2 separate regions of the Sus scrofa genome follow, and region 2 is linked to region 1. A link is a contact called in public Hi-C data. All regions are on one chromosome and are shown on one strand. The core of a region is the stretch at or near the end of the contact, and the rest is flanking DNA. Distances in the headings are between cores, read along the strand shown.

What was found. Hi-C and Micro-C count contacts between places; a contact is called where the count stands out from the background.
Region 2: a Hi-C map of fetal liver shows a contact between it and region 1, with 2.7 times the contacts expected there. The contact joins two enhancer-like sites. A contact is called at or near these places in 1 of 5 promoter capture datasets (fetal skeletal muscle), 29 of 47 Hi-C or Micro-C datasets (adipose tissue, alveolar macrophages, blood and 17 more) and 2 of 2 datasets of contacts at active chromatin or transcription factors (alveolar macrophages and skeletal muscle).

The regions. Positions count from the first base shown.
Region 1 is chr7:58,769,545-58,776,200 of Sscrofa11.1, forward strand. LOC106504440 (a long non-coding RNA gene) reads left to right here. Exons shown (of 5, transcript XR_002345822.1): 2 at 1,032-1,134; 3 at 1,395-1,592. Among named protein-coding and RNA genes, the nearest start is that of CYP1A2, 12 kb to the right of the region's middle. Within about 2 kb of position 4,942, at least 5 of the 83 cell types and tissues checked have an H3K27ac peak or open chromatin away from gene starts, as enhancers often do. A contact at or near this core is called in fetal liver, where this site is marked.
Region 2 is chr7:58,881,554-58,887,741 of Sscrofa11.1, forward strand. EDC3 (enhancer of mRNA-decapping protein 3) reads left to right here. Exons shown (of 7, transcript XM_001927872.4): 5 at 5,607-5,760. Among named protein-coding and RNA genes, the nearest start is that of CLK3, 25 kb to the right of the region's middle. Within about 2 kb of position 2,843, at least 21 of the 83 cell types and tissues checked have an H3K27ac peak or open chromatin away from gene starts, as enhancers often do. A contact at or near this core is called in fetal liver, where this site is marked.

The DNA.
Region 1 (6,656 bases), core at 3,692-6,191:
GGTGTTGGGAGGTACGTATCCAGTTATTTTCAACATGATTTATTCAATAACATATCTTTTTTTTTTTCCTTTGGATGTACCTATGGCTTGCAGAAGTTCCTGGGCCAGGGACTGAACCTACACCATAGCAGTGACCGGAGCTATAGCAATGACCACACCAGGTCCTTAACCACTAGGCTACCAGGGAACTTTAATTCATAACATATATTTTCCCCATTGATTTGAAATGTAAAAAAAATTTTAGTGAACTTTTAGTAAAAAAAAAAAACTTATATGAATGAATGAATGAACAAATGAATGAATGAAATGGTAGCATTGCTGGGAACAAAAACTCACTGCTGTATTATCTGCTATACGGCACTAGACCTCATTGTTACCCCTGGGCCCTGCTTGGGATTCATCCACAAACACCTGCGACATCCTTAGTGTCCTCTGAAACTTCAAGTGGTCATAGTCATCGTGTGGTGTCCGCAAGAAGAGAGCATTCTTGGGGTGGCCCAGCTAAGAGTACCAGTGAGCTGGTGGGGAGTGGGCTGTGGATGTGCATGCTCATCAAAGGTAGTTCTGGGGTGGGGTGGGGGAGTTCCCATTGTGGCGCAGCGGAAATGAATCCTACTAGGAACCATAAGGTTGTAGGTTCAATCCCTGGCCTCGCTCAGTGGGTTAAGGATCTGGCATTGCTGTGAGCTGTGGTGTAGATTTCAGACACTGCTCGGATTCCGCGTTGCTGTGGCTGTGGCGTATGATGGCAACTGTAGCTCTGATTCGACCCCTAGCCTGGGAACCTCCCTATGCCATGGGTGCAGCCCTAAAAAGCAAAAACAAACAAACAAAACCCATAGAAAACCAAAAACTAGTTCTGGGGGGCCTATTAGGTGGGCACCCACTCTCTGTGGGTGCGTGCACATGGGCAAGCATGAGCCTGGTGTGGTCAGGTGCATATATGTGTCTGAGTTTGCCAGGTGTGCGTTCAGGAGGGTCGGCACGCCAGCCAGGTATGTGCATGCTTGCAGCCAGGTGTGTGTTTGCAGGTGTGCCTACCATCTCTTGTGCCCTCGGGGCCATGGGAGCTGCTTGCGTGCATGCCTGAGAGTCCTTCTTGCCGTGGGAACCGAGGAATCACTCAGGCCCCAGGTTAGCATGTCCTCCGAGGTGGGGGTGGATGTGGCCAGGTAGTGTCATCAGGCAAGTTTGTGGAGCGTGTGTCTGTTCCTCCCGCTGGGAGGTCACCTGGGAATCTGGAGACCTGGACCTGGACAGGGGGAGACCCTGCTCAGAACTTTGGGGGTCATGGTGCACAAAAAGAAGTAGTGGAGCAAGATGCAGATCAGACCCAGCTCTGCCAGGAGGGCCTAGCTACACCAGAGATGCCACCCAGTCTACTCTGTACACAGGCTGCCAGGTGGGGAAACTGAGGCCCAGACAGAGTGCATCTTGTCCAGAGGATCTGGTCAGCAGCTCACCAGGCGTGAACCCTCTGAGTCACCCTGCTGGGTGTGGAGGACAGGCACAATGGAAGAAGAGCCCCTCTCCCCCCACATCAGAAGGCTACTAGTCTGATGGTGGAGGCTCTGGACCCACCAGGAGTGAAGGTAATTGTTGCCTGAGAAAGAAAGTTGGGGGCATAGGTGAAGACTCTGCTATATAAATGAAACCCTGAGTGCTGGAAGGAATTTGGGGGCGGGGAGAACATCCTGGGCCCTCAGCTGTGTGCCCTGTGCCCTCTGGAGGGATTTCTGGGGCCCTGACCTCCTCCCTGTCTGCAACGCAGGATTTCTGGCTGAGCCTGGAGCTGGATCCTTCTCTCTCTCATCTTTCCTGGCCCAGGCCCTGGGTTCTGACCATCCTTGGACTGGCTTCCTGCACTCACTCACTCACTTGGTCACTGCTCCAGCCAGGCCACACCAAGGACACAGAGATGAATGAGGACAGGGCCCTGGACTCTTGCAGGTGGACCCAGCCCAGCCCCTGGGGAGGGGGTCAGGGATGCCTCTGAAAGGGTGTGGGGGAGGCCAGGCCAGGTGCAAGGACTGACTGTACCAAGTGAGAGGCCTGGAGTGCACAGGCCCCCCCCTTGAGCAGCATGGGGGATCTCCAGGCTTCCCTGGGGCAGTCATCAGGGGGGCGGTGCCCCAATCCACTGGGAGGTGAGTTTCCTTCCGGCAGCTCCTTCTCACGCAATGGGCCGGAAGGGGTTGGGGGCCCATTGTTCCCTGGCACGCCAGCACCCCCCAGCCCTCCCCAGCTGCTGGGTGGGGGGAGCAGTGGAAGGAAGTGGGCTGAGCCCAGGTCCTGGCAAGACCCCAGTGAGGGGGTGCGAGGTCCCAGGAATGCTGGCTCACACGTGTGGGCATGGTATCTGCACAGCTGGGCATGCCATGCATGTGTCCTGCGTTCAGTCCTGCCCCGGACCACCTTTCCTGGCATTCCTGGTGTGTGTGCGTGTGTGTAGCATTGATCTAATATGTGCCACTTTACATACTTCATCTCATTAGGCCCCCAGCAACCCTGGGGGGTAGGATTATCATCCCCAGTTACAAGATGAAAAAATCTAGACTCAGGAATTTTGTGCAACTGGCCCAGGATTAGCGGGTGAGCTGGGCTTTAGACCTGTCTTTGTGAGCCAGCCTCCTGCCTCATCCCCTTTCCCTTTCCCAGGCCCTGCTGAGAATTAGACTCTTACCGTTAATTACCGGCCCAGGGTAATGGCGTGTAGAGGTGAGGAGTGGCCTGGGGAAGAATAGCAGGTATCACCATGCCAGCCTTCTAAAACTAGAAACACCTGCTGGCACGCAGGGTTGGCAGGGAGAGCACAGGTGGCCTCGGTGGAGACCAGAAGCCACCTCCCTCAGTCTCCCCACCCAAAAGTGCCCCCTCCCCTGCACAACCATAGAGCTGCCACAACAGTTGCCCAACCTTGAATTAGAGAGATGACCCCGGTTCCAGGGGAATTCTGCGACCCTGGTGTCACGTCAGGATAGAGGGGTAAGTGGAGTGTAGGGTCTTGGGGGGCTAATTTTGAGGGAGGGGATCCTTGAGGGCTGGGGAGCTCAGCTCAGGGTGTGATGACCTCTCGTGGCAGCCCCCTCTCAGGGATAGGAGCCAATGAGAGGACAAGGTGGAGGGCTGACTCTTTGAACTGCATAAACTTTCTTTCTTTTTGGGGGGGGCGAGTGTGCTTTTTAGCATATGGAGGTTCCCAGCTAGGGGTCGAATCAGGGCTATAGCTGCTCGCCTGCACAGCAGCCATAGCAATTCAAGATCCGAGCCATGTCTGCGACCTACACCACAGGTCACCGCAAAGTCAGATCCTTAACCCACTGAGCAAGGCCAGGGATTGAGCCCACAGCCTCATTTTTCCTTGTTGGATTTGTTTCTGCTGCACCACAACGGCAACTCCAACATCACCCTTCTTTCAGATAGTCTGCTCCCTCCTCAGATTCCTTTGTCATTTGGAAAATCCTTCCTTGGGGAGCAAGTTGCCTTTGGACTGAGACTTACCTGGACAGACCCAGGCGTCCCTAATGACTAGATTCATTTGCATAGGGACCAAGGGGGTGGGAGTGGGTGGGGGGTAACCCTGAGGAAAAAAGAAGTCAGGCAGGGTCACCTGCCCCAGTGTCACAGCCACCTTCAGAGAAGGGGTGAACTAGGCCAAAACAAAAGTGAGGATAGAGCTCCCATTGTGTCTCAGTGTTGTTGTGAGCTTTGGTGTAGGAGGATAGGTGTTGCTTCGGTTCCTGCGTGGCTATGGCCTAGGTGTTGCTGTTTGTAGATGCTTGGATCCTGCATGGCTGTAGTGTAGGCCAGCGGCTGTAGCTCTGATTCACCCCCTCGCATGGGAACTTCATATGCTTTGGGTGTGGTCCTAAAAAGACAAAGAAAAAAAGAAAGGAAAAAACAGAAGTGGTGTTTTTTTTCTCTAAGTTGTTGAGAAACCCAGCCGTTTGGCATCTTAGGGAGGACTGAGGATGAGGGCAAGATTGCTGGGCACTAAGAGTAGGGGGCAGGGTGGGCAGCCAGGAGAATGACAGGTGGAGTCTCTTGTGCGGCTCTGCTGGCTTTCCCCTGTGCCACTGCCTCTCCTGGGCCATGGTGGCCAGTGTGCTATGACTGTTTGGACACTGCTCCAAGGGGACCCAGCACTGAGCAACATGGCCTGGTTTAATCAAACTCCTCTCTCAAGAGCCTGAACTGAGTTATACAAAGGAGAGAGCAGGTTAGTGGTAGAGGCTTAGAAAAAAGGAGTTGAGAGTCTGACCTGGACAGACAGGCTGGGAGACTTCGGGAAGTCACCTCATTCTCCCTGTGAGGCCAAGGTGGGATTCCCAGCCCAGAGTCTTTCATGCCATTTTATCTTATTATTTTTTGTCTTTTTGCCTTTTCTAGGCTGCTCCCGTGGCATATGGAGGTTCCCAGGCTAGCGGTTGAATCAGAGCTGTTGCTGCTGGCCTACGCCACAGCCACAGCAACGCTAGATCTGAGCTGCATCTGTGACCCACACCATAGCTCACGGGAATGCCAGATCCATAACCCGCTGAGCAAGGCCAGGGATCAAACCCACAACCTCATGGTTCTTAGTCGGATTTGTTAACCACTGAGCCACAACGGGAAATCCACACACCATTTTATCTTCACCAGATTGCTCCTCCCCAGTGCCCTGCCCTCCCCAGCCGGTTCCCAGCTTCTCAGCCTTGTGTTTCTTATCTCTAAAGGAGGTATAATGGTGTCTACCTCCTGGGGAGTTGAGAGAACAGCCTGGGTGGTGTGTCCAGGGCCTGTCCAGGAAAGGGCAGGACAGGATGGTTCCAGTCTGCCACCAGCCTGCTGTGGGGGGCAAAGTCTCCATGTCCAATTTCTCCTGCTTTGGCTCTGGCCAGAGGGGAGCCCTAAACCAGCGCAAGTGAGTTAAAGATTGGCCAGGTGTGCGTGAGAAGCTCAGGCCAACTCCTGACCACAGGGAGCCAGGCAGGGCAATGACCTTGGGTGACCACTGGACCTGAAACTCTCCAGGTCCAGTGGGACCAGGCTGGGACCTGGCTGAGTCTTGGATTGAGAAAGTATGGCAATGTCTGGGGCTCACTGGGGGGCTTTGCAGGGTGCATCAGTGGAGTTTTCTGAAGGATGTGCCATGTCTCTGACAGACTAGAGCTCCCAGAACAAGGGCCCGTCTCCTTCCTCAGACCCGGCCGTGTTTCCTGAGGTCCCCAGGATGGGCTGCACCTCCCTCCTCAGACCAGGGCTCTCAGGGTAGACTCGTCTCTCCCTCAGACTGGAGCCCCCACATGGGGCTGCGTCTCCTCCCTCAGCTTGTGACGTTCAGGACAGGGTCACATTTTGCTCGGTCACAGGTTCCCAGGATGGAACTGCCTTTCCCCTCAGACCCGGTCCCCAAGGCAGGGCTGTGCCTCCTTCGTCTGCCAGCTGAGCTGTTTCCTCTCAGATGGAAGTTCCTTAAGGAGTTCACTTTGGGTTTGAGGCCAAGCCTGGACCCAGACAGGTTGGGCTCAGGTGAGGTGCTTCCTCCTTCTGGGTTTTAGCACAGAATCCAGCTGATTTTCTTCTTTTTTAGGGCTGTACCCGCAGTCTATGGAAGTTCCCAGGCTAGGGGTTGAATTGAAGCTACAGCTGCCAGCCTATACCACAACCACAGCAACGTGGAATCCGAGCCATGTTGTGACTTACACCATAGCTCATGGCAACACTGGATCCTTAACCCACTGAGCAAAGCCAGGTATCAAACCTGTGTCTTCATGGATACTAGTTGGTTTCTTAACCCACTGAGACACAACGGGAACTCCAGATTTTATTCTTGGGTTTTTTTTGTTTTGTTTTGTTTTGTTTTAGTAGCTTCCTTCCTTCCTTCCTTTCTTTCTTTCCTTCTTCCTTTCTTTCTTTCTTTCTTTTTTAGGACCACACCCTCGGCATATGGAAGTTCCCGGGCTAGGGGTTGAATCAGAGCTGTGGCTGCCAGGGGGTCAGGATAGATGTGCGGGCATAGCCGTTCTTTCTGTGTCATTCTCTCTCACCTCCTTCTAGGACACTCCTTGAGAATTCCTCAATCATTTTCCTTCCTTCATCCCCAACCCCCAGCCAGTTAATCCCCCCCAAGCATAAAGATATGTCCCTGGAAAGAGCCTTGGACATTAAGGAGACAGGAGGGACATTAAGGAGACAGGTGGTCAGTTCAGGTGTGTGTGAGAGGGGACGAAACCCAAATCTCGGTATCCTTAAGCACTGTTTCTCTGTATCCATTTTTTTCCCCCATGGCGAGGAGCCTTGCTCATGCATGTAAAACATAATGAATAGTAGTTCCCGCTGTGGCGCAACAGGATCTGCAGCGTCTCTGGAGTGCTGGGACGTAGGTTTGCTCCCATTCCTGGCACAGTGCATTAAGGATCCAGTGTTGGAGGAGTTCCCGTTGTGGCGCAGTGGTTAATGAATCCGACTAGGAACCATGAGGTTGCGGGTTCGGTCCCTGCCCTTGCTCAGTGGGTTAAGGATCCGGCGTTGCCGTGAGCTGTGGTGTAGGTTGCAGACGCGGCTTGGATCCCACGTTGCTGTGGCTCTGGCGTAGGCCAGTGGCTACAGCTCCAATTCGACCCCTAGCCTGGGAACCTCCATATGCCGCAGGAGCGGCCCAAGAAATAGCAACA
Region 2 (6,188 bases), core at 1,593-4,092, 110 kb after region 1:
AGGGCCGCACCCATGGCATATGGAAGTTCCCGGGCTAATGGTTCAATCGGATCTGCAGCTGCCGGCCTACACCATAGCCACAGCAATTTCTGCTGCTTATCAGAATTCCCTCCAACTTTTTATGTTGAAAAAAATTTCAAACTTTTCAGAAGAGTTGCTAAAATGGTATAATGAATGAACAGCCATACATCCTTCACTTAAATTTATTAATTCACATTTTGCCACATTTATTTCACATAAATACATACACACACACCTGAACAATCTGAGTTTTAGTTGCACTCATTACATTTCACCCCTAAATACTTACATATGTCTTCAATAGGATGTTGCTCTATACAACTGAACTATAAGATTGCTCTCAGGGAAGAGTTCCCATTGTGGCTCAGTGGTAACAAACCTGACTAGTATCCATAAGGACGTGGGTTTGATCCCTGGCCTCGCTCAGTGGGTTAAGGATCCAGCATTGCCATGAGCTGTGGTGTAGTTGGCAGACATGGCTCAGATCTGGCATTGCTGTGGCTGTGGTGTAGGCTAGCAGTTGTAGCTCTGATTGGAGCCCTAGCCTGGTAACTTCCATATGCCACAGGTGTGGCCCTAAAAAGGCAAGAAAAAAAATTGCTCTCAGAGAATTTAAAATTAGTACAAAAGTATTATTTAATACACATTCCATATGCAAAACTTTCCAGTTACCCCAATCGTGTCCTTTATAGTTGTATTTTTAATCAACTATTGTCTGTTACATTTAGTTGTCATATCTCTTTCTTTTAATCAGGACAGCACCCACAACTTTTGTTGTCTTTTGTGATATTGACATTTGTGAAGAGCCTAAGCCAGACAGTTTACAGAATACCCCTTAGTTTTGATTTGCTGATTGTTTTCTTTTGATATAATTCATGGTAAATATTTTTTCCAGGATTTTGGTGGGGCTCTCTCTTGGGGCATCATGTTATAGAGGATACGATGTCAGTTTGTCCCATCACTGAGGTTGGTTTGATCCCTTGGTAAGGTGTTGTCCAGCAGTTTCCTTCCTTGTAAAGATACTTTTCCCCCTTTATAATTAATGAGTTAATCTTGTCAGGAAGTCCTTTACCTCATGAGTCCAAAGCTTGTTCCAGTAGAGCTTTAACCCAAAGGAATGAGGTCCAGTGTGGATAGGAGGTTTGTCTAGATTTTAAAGGGGGAGGAAGAAGTGGGGAAAGAGAAACATCTCACCCATGCTTGGCTTTGCCTACAGCTGGGCTCTTACCCAGTTGCAGAACGCCCTGAGGCTGTTGGGTAGGTTTCCCCTTCGCTCATTCAGCATGTGTTCATGCAGCCCCTCCACTAGGCTCTGTGCTAGCACCGAAGACACCGTGGAGAAGAAGGGTTCACAGCAGTGAACGAGACAGGGTTACTGCCCTCGTGGCGCTTACAGTCTAGCAAAGCTATAGTCCAAAAAGAAAAAAGAGTCACTTACAGGTTGTATTAAATACAACGAAGGAAGTAAGCAGCATGCTGAGTCTGAGGGATGTTTAAATTGAGCCTAAAGAATGAGGAACTAGCCCTGTGTGGGGTGGGGGAGCGTTGGAAGAGAGAAGAGTGCCTGAGGAGGGAAGGCTTTTGAGGGGCCATGCTTTCTGAGGCCAGAAGACCCCCAGAGTACTTGGAAACAGAAGGCAGCCAAGATTCCTGGAGCATGTGGGGATTGAGGTCCAAGGCAAAGAGGCTAAATAGTGTACAGGGGCCAGATCATGGGAGGCCTTATGGACCCTAATAGAGTTTTAAGAGTAGTTAGGTTTCTTGTAACCAATTCTTGTTTCAGAGATATTCCTGACACCAAATTGAGTTTTGTGGTAGATTTAATTTAAGTCTATAAGGGCTGTATGTACATTGTGGGTCTGAAGATATGAATTTACCAGTGGTTTTATACCCCCCCCCAAAGAACCAATATGAGGAATTCACGATCCTAGAGGAATACCTGTGCCCTTTACTGAGTTGTGCTCCTCATTGCTAAGACATAGGACACACACAGCCTTTCCAATTAAAAGGCCATGTCACTATGAGGATTGAGTTTGGATTTGCGATGCCATTTTGTTGTGGGAGTCTTGTTAGACAACGCAAAGGCCGGGAGGTTTGCAGGACAGGGGAGGGATTTTGAGGTTACTGGGGAAGGCTTAGATGCAGCTCTGGAGGGTGTCTTGAGTGTGGGGAGGTGCAAGGGAGGATGTGAGAACGTGCACAGGTGTCCACTGGGGAGAGAAAGGCCTGAAATAGTCAGATAGAAGAATCAATGCAGGAGTGGCCAAGACACGTGGGAGGGACAGTCTGTAGTGCTGGGCCACAGGCTCTATGGCCCTGCCTCAAGCTGTGGAATGATTGTCCTGGCCTGTGCTGGGTGTGCTTAAGCCGTTTTTCTTGATACCCTGAGGTTAATCAGATCCTAAGAAGTGTTCTGCTTGTCACGAACGGGCTATAATTATCTCTCTCTCCTGTTTCACCAACAGCTGTAAAATACATATTAATATTAAGAGAAGCCCTAACAACTGATTTTACTGCCTTGGTTCCCAAACAATAAAGATCCACCTTCCAACCCAAACATAATTAGGCTTGGCCCATGTTCAGGCTTTGGCGATGTTATTGTTTGCACTTTACACGCTATGTTCTTGGTTCCCTTCCTTTGGAGTTTATTTTATTCCCTCTGCCTCTTTCTGATAAGCCCGTCTGACTGGTTGGCTTTGTGTGTAACTGTTGTTGAAAAGGAACATTTTGTGGTGCTTGCATGTTCCTTTCAGAGAAACAGAGTGCAGTGGAGTCCTAGACCCTGCAACTGGCAGACTGAACAGAAAGCATTTCTGGCCTTGTCTTTCCCTAAGCTGCAAAACATGCCAATTCATCACAGAGGCCCCTCCCCCCAGCCCAAATCAGTGCAATATAGCAGACGCTGTTTCCAGCTGCAGCACTAGCCAGCCAGAGCGGGGTCTGTACCTTGAGTTTTATACCCTTAAGGACTGTGAGGAGAAAAGTAGCAGGAAATGCTCAGCCTGCCCCCACGGAGCCCTTAGAACTAGAGAGTGGGTGCCTGTACACACGGCACAAGACCTAGGCCCAGAAAGAAAGTTTGATTTGTGGGGCGGCAGGCCCAAGACTCACAGCCCTGACCTGTTTCAAATTCAGCAGAAAAGGAGTAAGTAGGGGAAGCAATGCCCAGACCCAAGGGGAAGCTCTCCCTTGCGTGACTCTGCAGGTGAAGACAGTCTTTGAAGTAGGCAGGTGCGTGACTTGTCTAACAGGTTTAGGGTTGTTAGTAGCTGGGACTCTTGAGAATTCATTCAGCTTTTTCACAATGCTATCAGTGGTTCCTAATTAGTTCTGATAATATGTGCATGTCTGGAGCAGGCCATAAAAAATGGCTGTTTTAATCAGCTTTTGACATGCAAGGTCAGACTACAGCTGCCAGCATCGGCACCTGGGACATCAGTGACTGACATTTCTGAAAGGGTGAAGGAGAGGCAAAGCTTGTGATGGCACTTTTTGCTGTTTCTGCCCCAAGCGGGGGTAGGACTCAGGTGGAGGGGATCAGTTGACCAACAGGATAGTGTTAATTCTGACATGTAGATGGTTTTTATTTTGTTATTACATGATTGTTATTTTGCCTTCTCTTGAGAAGATACAGACCGGGGTGCTTTAAGTTCAGTCATTGTGCTTGTATACCTGTTGTTAAAATGTACAGCCGCAGCCTAATTGTGTGTGGTTTTAAGAATCTATATAATATAGCAGCATTAGACACCAGATAGAACCGCAAGACATTTCTCCTGAAGTGATCAGTGAGGAAAAGAAGTTTTTCTGTACAGGACTTTGAAGCCAATAGGATGATGATGAACTTTCTGAAAACATCTGCCTTAGAGTTAAGCCACACCAGAAATAGCAGTAGGTTTGCATCATTCATACATTTGCGTACCTGATAAGAAATTGCCTCTGTTGATAGATAAATACAGCTAAGACAGTGTAACTGAGGTGGGGGCTGAGGAAGTACAATTCCCTACTTTGAGGAGTTTTCAATCCAGTGTAAATGAGGATACAGGATCTAAAAAGGCGTGTGGTCCAGCCAGACAAGACTAGTTACATGCTGGCCCATAATGACCTGCTGGTTGAAATCCGTGTTTCTTGGTCAGCCAGTGAGGCCAGATGGGGCTCTTTGGCAGAGCTTGCTCCCTTGGGGCCAGCCCAGTAACTTCAACATTTGTTTTTTATTTTTTATTTATTTTTTTGTTTTGTTTTTTTTAGGGCTGCATCCTCGGCATATGGAGGTTCCCAGGCTAGGGGTCAAATCGGAGCAGAGCTCCCATCGTGGCTCAGTGGTTAACGAATCCGACTAGGAACCATGAGGTTGCAGGTTCAATCCCTGGCCTTGCTCAGTGGGTTAAAGATCCGGTGTTGCCGTGAGCTATGGTGTAGGTTGCAGACGTGGCTCGGATCTGGTGTTGCTGTGGCTCTGGCGTAGGCCGGTGGCTGCAGCTCCGATTTGACCCCTAGCCTGGGAACTTCCATATGCAACGGGAGTGGCCCAAGAAAAGGCAAAAAGACAAAAAAAAAAAAAAAAAAAAAAAAAAAAAAAATCAGAGCTGCAGTTGCCAGCCTATACCACAGCCACAGCAACCCCAGATCCAAGCCGCGTCTGTGACTTTATACCATGGCAGCGCTGGATCCTTAACCCACTGAGATCACAATTTTTTGACTTTGCTGTTCCTTTCCTGTTCTGGTTTTCTGGGCCCTGAAACAGTTCCTTGATAATGATATATTTAATGCTTTAGACTCGTTCAAGTGCACCAGCTGCCGCAGACTTAGGCTTTGTAAAACCAAGTACTCTCCATGGTGTAGTTTCAATGACTATGATCTCCTAACCTTTACAGAGTTCTGTTTATTTATGATGAATAAATTAAGATTCTTCTGAGCAAGGCATTGGTTGCTTTCCATGTAACTTTCCCCCTGTAGTATGAGTATTAGGTTGCAGTCACCCAAAATGGGGAGTAAATGACAAATTATTTGAGAAAAAAGGTTTCTAGTTGTACTTCTTCCGCCAAAAGGAGGGGCTGAGTAGAGGAGAGTGGGAGGAGGAGGATGTGTGGAGCAGATAGGATGAGCAAGTCCTCTTATCTTGAAATTGAGCAGCAGGGACCAGAGGGTCAGGAGGGTTTGCTGGTATCTGTTCCACTTTGGGGCAAGGATAAGGGGTCTGCTTGTGAGGAACACCCCACTGCCAGGAATGGCGTTTCCCTCACTTTGAGAAAAGCCTATTTTTTGCTAGTGTGGCTGATCGAGTGCAGCCTTTTCTTGCTAGTACCAAATACAGCATGGTGGATTTGGCCTTCGTGTTCAGAGCTGAACTTCTAGGAGAGCTTAACTTCACTTCTGCTCTCTGGAAACCCGAACAAATGGTTACTCAGTTCCCCGTCCACTGCTTGAACTCTGGGGCACAGCATAGCATCCCTCCGTCCCAGCTTTGGTGGCTGGGCTGGGGAGGGTCAGTCTTAGAGTCTTGGCTTTCGTAGATCAAGTGCACTCGTTTGTGGCCCTGGTTGCCCGTAATTGCTTTCCCTTTCTCTTCATGTCCTTTTGAACTGCAGACTCTGGCCTGGTTGTCCCAAGTGTTTCCTATGAGTTGCATAAAAAGCTGTTGTCTGTGGCTGAGAAACATGGCTTGACCCTGGAACGGAGACTGGAGATGACAGGTGTGTGTGCCAGCCAGATGGCACTGACCCTGCTTGGAGGACCCAACAGGTAAGTGCCTCCAGGTCGGCGGGGCCAAGTGTGGGTGATGCTACTCTGCCTCAGCTCCACCACAGCACCTCACACATGGTTAATTGGACAGTTGCTGCTCTTCTCACATGAGTACTTCTAGAAGTCACTTTCCTGTCTGCTACAAGGTTTTTGTTGGCCCCCCTCACCCATGTCCTGAAAGTCCTCGTTCTTCTCCCATCAAACCACCCTTGGCCCTTCCTTCCTGGGGACAGCTGGCTCTGACTTTGGCTGACTGCCAGAGGCCTGCCTGCTAAGGACCTTCGGAGACCCAGCCTTTGGAACTCATCATTCACTCAAAGGGTCTAGGATAAAAATCAGTTCTGAGTTCCATACCTGAGAACTTCTAGAATCACCGTGACCACTGAGTGTGAGAGCTAGACTGGTACCTTTCCACTACTGTTTGGGCT